Linked DNA regions of Sus scrofa: region 1 is linked to region 2. Evidence: chromatin contacts called from public HiChIP or PLAC-seq data. All regions are on one chromosome and are shown on one strand. Each heading gives the region's core, a stretch centred on a gene start, on an enhancer-like site or on the middle of the called end of the contact. The rest is flanking DNA. Distances are from core to core; before and after follow the strand shown. Region 1 holds the start of ZMYM2 (zinc finger MYM-type protein 2). Region 2 overlaps ZMYM5 (zinc finger MYM-type protein 5).

Region 1 (4,133 bases), core at 1,317-3,816, 54 kb before region 2:
ACCTGGGTGTTTGCCTACGCCCGTTTCCTCCCCTACAAATCAGGAATAAAAACACTGGGTTTCCGTAAGGATTAAATTACTTAATACATGCTTAAATTAGTCTGGACGTGCTAAAAATTACACAATGCAAACGACAGGCACAGAGAAGTTCAAAATACTATTCTCGTTCATAAATTTGAAAGTTTCCATCATTAACTTAAAAAAAAATTTAATTTAGTATTGTGCTGGCACACAATAGGGGCTCAATACATGCTGCAGGCTATCTGCCAAGATTCAAGTAAATAATAGGTGGAAGTGCCCAGCACCTGCCTAAAGTCGCGTTGGTTTAGTACAAGTTGCCACCCTGGCTTCTTCCTTCAGTCAGTATTCAGCATACACTCATCAGCCATTACCTTTTGACCCACTGGGACTTAATATTCAGGCATAAGCTACTATGCGGATGACTCACCTCTGACAGAGATCTACAAGTTAGGATATCAACTGTCAGTGAGCTCCAGAGATACAATGTATCTATCCAGAATGCTAACTTCACTGATATTTTGTAACTAATTTCAATTGACCGGAAATGCCTGGTTATGTTTATTTTACTGTCTCCCACAGTACAAGACCGCCTTAAAACCAAAAAACTGCAAGCATTAGAAGAGAACTCTCAGTAACACGTTCAAGAGTAACTCAAGTGAAGACTAAGCATCACAAAAGATGAAGGACTAAGTAACCAGAGCAGTGGACTGCTCTGATCAGACACCAGTAAACTGAGAACTGGAGTAGACTCATGCCCTTTCTTAAGCAAACACATGAAAGAGATCTACCACCGCATGAACCCCAAGAGTCAAAACGTGTTTGTTATGTCACACAGCAAGAGTTAAATATGGATGTTTCTCCAATCCCTTCAATCGATTATCCATTGTAATGGAAGAAAAGTGTTAAAGATGGTTGCACACACAGCATCAGAAAGGAAACAACCTCAGTTCCCACCATGGAACTCTAGAGGGCACCAGCAATATGCCCTCCTTCGCACCACCCCTCCTCCCGGGTAACGTGAGCAGCTGCAGGAGCCCGTCGTCTGGTTGCTGAGGTTGGTATTGCAGCAGGAGAGATGTCTGCAGCGGTGCAAACAGCAGCGCCCACTCCCAGCTGCCTCACCAGCCATTACCCAGGCTTCGCCCCGGGGGCAGCTGCCACCCCGGGGAAAGCTCCTCCCACTCAAAATAACGGAGACGCACTAGTCCCCCCCGGCCGAAGCCCTACAACCTGACAACGTCCTCTAAGAGCCTCAAAATACGGGCAAAAGACTCACAATGGGGGTGCTTTCCTCCTCACGTTCTGCCAAAGATGCACCAGGTAGGGTTGAAGGCGAATCCTGGTCCTGGGGTAGGAGGAAAAATGAAACATGCATCAAGAACATCTAACCAGGTGGGAGAAGCAAGCCTTTTCCACCAGGAGGAGGCAGAGAAGGGAATAAGAGGTCAAGGAGCCTCGGACCTTCGATTGTTGCTTCCCAGCCCGTTACCAACAACCCCCTCCTATGTAAAGTAGAGCAAAACGACGTTAAATATTTATTTGGGACCAAAACCCACGTGAAAGGCAAAACCTGGAGGGAGGAGGCGGAGGACGGCGAGCCTGCTCCGGGAGGGAGAGGGGGAAGGGCGGGTGCAGCCTCGACGCCAGCGGGGAATCCTATCCCCCAATCGGCCCACCCAGCGCCATCCCCGGCGCGCCGGCACCCACTCGGGGGCGGAGGGGGGGTTCGAGTCGCCGCCAGGCGGAAACCCCCTGCATTTGCCCCGAGCACTTGCCCAGGGCCCGAGATTTGCCCCCCCCGCCGCAGTCGGCGACCGGCAGCGCTGCCTCCCCGTCCGCCATTAGAGACCCAGCCAAACAATACGTGCGGAGCCGAGCCGCGCGCGCGCCGAGGCCGGGGCGGCCAAGGAGGGGACCAGGCGCAGGGCGCCCGCGCCCTCGCCCCCGAACTTGGAGACCTCGCGCCGCGCCTGGGAGGGTGCGAACGCGCCGCGAGCGCCCACGGAGGCGCCCCTCCCCCACCCGCCCCACCCCCACCCCGCGACCCCCGCCGCCCGCCCCCACCCCGGGCGGCCCCGGGCGACCCCCGCCGCCGGCGTCCGCCTCACCCGGCCCTCGCGGCCGCGCCTGCACGCCCGCAGCCCGCGGGCCGCCCGCCAAGGCGCCTGGGACATGAGCGGAGCCGCCAGCAGCCCGAGGCCCCGACGCGGCAGCGGCGACGGCGGCCGCGCCGCGGGCGCTCGTCCCGGGTCGGTGGGAGGCTCCGGAGGCTGCCCTCACCCATCTCCGCCTCCCGGCGCCTCCGCCTCCGCCTCCGCCTCCGGAGGCTGCGCCGCTCCCGGCCACCCCCACTGTCGGCGGCCCTGGGCTGGAGACACAGCGGGGACAAGCCTCACCCGGTTCTGGCTGCGGCTCCGCGGAACGAACCTCCCCGCCCCCGGCCCACCCCCCTTCGGGAACCAGCGCAACTCCGATCGGTCCAGTCCCGGCTTTAGCGCTGGTGAGGAGGCGGAGGCGGCGGCCGCGGCGGCGCGGCCCGACCCGCCAGGCCCCGCCCTCCGCGCCCTCACTGGCCGGCGTGGAAGGCGGGCCCGGCGCCGCGGGCACGCCCATTGGCTGCGTCCGCCTTCCTTCAGGACACCCTCGAGGGGCTGGCCCGACGGCTTGTCCGTCAGGCGCAGGCCACACCCCCGCGTCTCCGGCCCACCCCGCCCCTCCGCCCCCGCCCCCACCCCAGCCCGTCAGGGTCGGGCCGCCGACTCCCCTGCGCGCCGCACCGGCCGCCGTTCGGCCCCTGGCGCTCGGGGGCTGTCGGGGCCCCGCGGCCCAGGGGCCTCAGCCTGGGCGTCCGGCCGCTACGGCGGCTGCGAGCGACGCCGCGCGGGGAGCGCCGCGGCCTCGATGTCCCCAACGCCCTCCCTGTCCAGTGTCTGGCGGCCCCGGGAGGGGCGAGCGGGCGGGGGGGGCGGCCACGGGGGCGGCAGCCGGGAGCCCCGGGCCGGGGCCGGGGCGGGGGCGCCCGCGGGCTCCGAGGGCCGGCAGCGCTTCCCCTCGCCGCAGCCCCGTGGGGAGGCGTCCCCCGCTCCCGTCATGGCTGCGGGAGGAGGCGACGTCCTCCATCTTGTCGGGCTCGGGGGTGGGGGGCGGGGGGGCCGCCCCCACGCGTCCCGGGAAACCGGGCTGGGCCCCGCCGGGCGGCCGCGGGGACGGCGCCCGCTGCCGACTCGGCGCCCGGGAAGCGGCCGGCGCGACGGGGCCGGACCCAGACGCCGCTCCCCGCCGCCGCCCGCCAAGATGGAGGCGCAGCGGGCTGCGCGGAGCGGGCGCCCGCCTGTCGGAAGGGCCGGGCCGCCCCGCGCCGGGGCCGCCGCCTCCCTGGCCCTGGGCGGACGAGGCCCCGCGCTCCCCGGCCGCCCGGGGCGGGACGGAACCCAGGGGCGGCCGGGCGGCCGGGCGGCCGCGCGGGCTCGACCGAGGAGCCTTCCGGGCCGCGGGGCCTCTTTTGTTCGCCGTCTACAGCTCGGCCCCGGGCGCACGTCACGGGCGGTGCGGGTTCCGCGGTTCCACGTCAGGGGGAGCTCGGAGGCCGGCCCGGCCCGGCCCGGCGCGGCCTGGCGGCTGTCGGGGCCGCTGAGCCCACGCTGTTGGGCGCTAAATGGGTGAACAAGTTGGACCAAAATTTCATGGTGTTCTCACAACACTGCCTAGTAGTAGAGACACGAACGATGTTACATTTTAAAGTTCAATGCGATGATGAACAACATGAAGTTTTTAATGAAGTTACAGTCATGCATGAAGGTTTCACGAAGAACTGAGGTTTTAGAGACGCCACTCACTGAACAGTCTGGTAAAATATAAGACTCATAAATTTACAAATGAGGTAATTCTTCCACCTATGGAAAAATGCAGTAAATACACTGTTATCCTCATTTTTCTTTTTTTTTTTTCTTTTTTTTTTCTTTTTTTTTTTTTTTTTGCTATTTACGGCCACACCTGCAGCACATGGAAGTTCCCAGGCCAGAGGCTGAACCGGCATAAGCCACAGCAAGTTGGATCTAAGCCACCTTTGCCACCTATACCACAGCTCTAGACAACGTCAGATCTTTAACCCA
Region 2 (4,153 bases), core at 1,327-3,826:
CTGCACCTGACAGCCCATGCCACAGCCACGGCCACGCCAGATCTGAGCCGTGTCTGCAACCTGTATCACAGCTCACGGCAATGCCAGATCCTTAACCTGCTGAGCTTGGCCAGGGATTGAAGTTGTACCTCATGGATACTAGTTGGATTTGTTTCTGCTGTGCCATGATGGGAACTCCCTGATCTGCCATCTCAGTCTCTAGTAGGTTATTGATTGATTGATTTCATTTTTCCTTCTTTTTTTTTTTGCTTTTTAGGGCCGCACCTGAGGCATGTGGAGGTTCCCAGGCTAGTGGTCGAATCGGAGCTGTAGCTGCTGGCCTAAGCTGTAGCTGCTGGGAACTCCTCGTGGTGATTTTAATGTTTGAAGGTTCATGAGCAGTTTAGTTTACCTTACTCATCATGTGCCATTCTTGTCATGGTAACATCTCACCATTTTAGGAGTTCCTTCTGTGGCTCAGCGGGTTAAGAACCTGACTCTGTCTCTGTGGATGTAGGTTTGATTTTTGGCCTCCTTCGGAGTTAAGGATCTTCTGTTTCCTTAAGCTGTGGCATAAGTTGCAGATGTGGCTTGGATATCGTGATTCTGGCTGTGATGTAGGGCCTTTCGGTGGCTTCAGTTTGACCCCTGGCCCAGGAACTTCCGTATGCCAACAGTGGGGACATAAAAAGAAAAACGAACCAAAAAATAACTCACCATTTTTATTTTAGCTATTTCAAAAATTTATTTTATTTTAGCTATTAAAAGAAATTATTTTATTTATTTATTGGCCGTACCCACAGCACATGGAAATTCTCACATCAGGGATCGAATTTGAGTTGCTGTTGTGACCTAAACCACAGCTGCGTCAACATGGGATCCTTAACCTGCTGTGCCAGAGCAGGAATGCGGAAAAAGCATATTTTTAAAACTATAACACTGAACTGCATACTTGATTAAATGTCTAAATTGATTAGTCGTTAAAATGGTATTCTGTGTTAAATGCATTTTATCACAATTTTTTCAGAAGGTAATTGGAGTAAGAGTTCCCATTGTGGCTCAGGGGAAATGAATCTGACTAGTGCCCATGAGGATGCGGGTTTGATCCCTGGCTTCGCTCAGTGGGTTAAGGATCTGGCTTGGTCATGAGCTGTGGTGAAGGCCACAGACGTGGCTTAGATCTGCTGTTGCTGTGGCTGTGGTGTAGGCCAGCGGGCACAACTCCGATTCATTCCCTAGCCTGGAAAACTCCGTGTGCTGAGGGTGTAGCTTAAAAAAAAAAAAAAAAAAGAAAAGAAAAGACCTTAAAAAAAACAAAAATGAAAGAGGTAAATGGAGCAACCTTTGGGAAATAAAAACTGCCCTGAGATGTTACTCAAAGTGAATACAACAGGCAAAACAACCTTCTTTGTATCTTTGTTTTACTGTTAACTCTTATCTTTACTACTAATTAAATAACTTCTTAACTTCTCAGGGTTCTTACCCACCACCTAGAGATAATTTGCATTTTAAGAATCTTGTTCAGGGAGTTCCCGTCGTGGCGCAGTGGTTAACGAATCCGACTAGGAACCATGAGGTTGCGGGTTCAGTCCCTGCCCTTGCTCAGTGGGTTAAACGATCCGGCGTTGCCGTGAGCTGTGGTGTAGGTTGCAGACGTGGCTTGGATCTGGCGTTGCTGTGGCTGTGGTGTAGGCTGGCGGCTACAGCTCCAATTCGACCCCTAGCCTGGGAACCTCCATGTGCCGAGGGTGCGGCCCTCAAAAGACAAAAAAACCCCACCTTGGAGTCCTTTGTCCTCATTTACATTTTATAGTTTAGGAAAGTAAAACTCAGTGATTTGCTCAATGTCTTTGACTAATCCATAACTTTTTCTGTTTTGGATAATATTTTAGAAATGCTTGAATTTTTCTGTAGGCTTATCCATATGGAATTAAAGTGTTTGATGATTAAATCAAATGCACAAGGGCTTGCTTTTGTTTTTCGGCCACACCACACAGTTTTTGGAGTTCCTGGGCCAGATGCAGCAACACTGGATCCTTAACCCACTGTAGTAGGCTAGGGATTGAACCTGTGTTCCAGTGCTCCCAAGATGCCACTGATCCTGTTGTGGGAACTCCATGATGGCTGTTTTTTTTTTTGTTTTGTTTTGTTTTTGGTTTTTTATGTTTTTTTAAGTTTTATGTTTTTTAAGTTTTAGGGGCATACCCGTGGCAGTGAAAGTTCCCAGGCTAGGAGTCCAGTCAGAACTGTAGCTGCCTGCCTACTCCACAGCCACAGCAATAATGCAGGATCTGAGCCATGCGTGTGACCTACACCACAGCTCATGGCAACGCCAGATCCTTAACTCACTGAGCAAGGCCAGGGATCAAACTTGTATCCTCATGGATACTATTTGGGTTTGTTATTGCTAGCCACGTCGGGAATTCCCACAATGGCTTTTAATAGTTGTTTAACTTTTTTCACAATCTGGAATTTGAAAATACATGAATACATAATTTTTTTTAGAAATAGAAAACTACAAGGAGCTGAGTATAAAGGATGCCCTTTGTGTTACTTTCCTCGAGAAGTTTAAGGTAAAATCTAAGCAGCCACCAGGGGGTACTGTGGAGTCAGATATAGCTCTTTTCCCAAAACTGGTCTTTTCCATTTTTGGCTTATTCATATACAGAAAGGACTGAGAAAATTTGAGTATAATAGTTCTTAATATTTCATAACTCAGTTTATGCTGCTATTATTGCCTCTTTCCTTTGAAAAGCAACCACATAATAATCTTTCTGGTTGAGGATTGAGTGTTAGCTGTGATCCTAATTGTTGTATTTCTTTTATAACCCTTTTAAACTGCTTTCTTAGATTTTTTTTCTCTTTAGGGCCACAGGTGCGGAATATGGAAGTTCCCAGGCTAGGTGTTGAGTTGGAGCTGCACCTGCTGGTCTACACCACAGCCACAGCGATGTGGAATCCCACCTGTATCTGTGACCTATACCACAGCTCTCGGCCATGCTGGATCCTTAATCTACTGAGTGAGTCCAGGGATCAAACCCTTGTCTTTGTGGATGCTAGCCAGGTTTGTTAACCGCTGAGCCATGTCGGGAACTCCCAGTTTAGGAAGATTTTAGAATAGAATGTTATTTAGCATTTTTCGGTATGAGGTGTTTAAAAGTTTTTTTCTTTTTTTTGTCTTTAGGGTAGCACCCAGGCACATGGAAGTTCCCAGGCTAGGGGTCACATCAGCTGCCGGCCTATGCCCCAGCCACAGTGACGCAGGATCTGAGCCACGTCTGTGACCTACACCACTGCTCATGGCACTGCTGGATCCTTAACCCACTGAGCAAGGCCAGGGGTGGAACCTTATCCTCATGGATGATAGTTAGGTTTGTTACTGCTGAGCTACAACGTAACTCCTGAGGTGGTGTTTACAATTGAATATGACTGCTGTATGAGTGCTTTTTTTTAATTATTCAACATCCATATAGTTCCCACCACCTTTTGTGTGTCGGGTTTCTAAAAAAAAAATTGAAGCCAGCATGTGTAACGTTTACTCAGCTTTCCATCTGTTATTTCTGTGTACTTATGTACTTTCCAGTTATAGTGGACCCTTGAACAACACAGGTTTGAATTGTATGGAGCCACTTATGCGCAGATACGTTTTCAGTTAATGCTCTGGTAGCACTTGATCGGTGTTGGTTGAGTCCGTGGGTGGAACCTTGGATGGGAGGGCCGACTCGGGGGCTTGAGCATCCACGGATGTCCTGGGGCCAGTCCCCTGCAGACACTGAGGGACAGTCCTGTGCGTACTTTTCCCTCTTGGTTTTGACATAAAGGTGATTTCTTGCTGATGCTGAATTTCACAACCCCCTGTGCATACATCGTTCTCTGATCTGCCGTAAGAGCCTTGCCTTCTTGATGGTTCACTTCTCAGATTCTTCCAGATGGGTCTCTCTGCTGGATCCCATTCTCATTTCCTTTCGTGTGTGTGTGTGTGTGTGTGTGTGTGTGTGTGTGTGTGTGTGTGTATTTATGGCCACACCCGTGGCATATGGAGGTTCACAGGCTAGGGGTCCAGATGGAGCTTAGCTGTTGACCTATACCACAGCCACAGCAACACAGGATCCGAGCTGCGTCTGTGACCTCCACCACAGCTCACAGCAGCACTGGATCCTTAATCCACTGAACA

The links. HiChIP or PLAC-seq counts read pairs in DNA pulled down with a chosen protein or histone mark.
Region 1: an H3K27ac HiChIP or PLAC-seq map of alveolar macrophages shows a contact between it and region 2. The contact joins the promoter of ZMYM2 here to the enhancer-like site in region 2. A contact is called at or near these places in 18 of 47 Hi-C or Micro-C datasets (blood, differentiating spermatogonia, embryonic fibroblasts and 10 more) and 2 of 2 datasets of contacts at active chromatin or transcription factors (alveolar macrophages and skeletal muscle).

Annotation. Positions count from the first base shown.
Region 1 is chr11:659,747-663,879 of Sscrofa11.1, reverse strand. ZMYM2 (zinc finger MYM-type protein 2) reads right to left here and starts at 2,566. Exons shown (of 25, transcript XM_021065428.1): 1 at 2,418-2,566; 2 at 1,298-1,366. It overlaps LOC110255873 (basic proline-rich protein-like), which reads right to left. Exons shown (of 5, transcript XM_021066006.1): 5 at 2,877-3,672. The coding sequence ends at 2,877.
Region 2 is chr11:606,119-610,271 of Sscrofa11.1, reverse strand. The region is part of intron 4 of ZMYM5 (zinc finger MYM-type protein 5); the gene reads left to right. Among named protein-coding and RNA genes, the nearest start is that of ZMYM5, 22 kb to the left of the region's middle. Within about 2 kb of position 2,576, at least 3 of the 83 cell types and tissues checked have an H3K27ac peak or open chromatin away from gene starts, as enhancers often do. A contact at or near this core is called in alveolar macrophages, where this site is marked.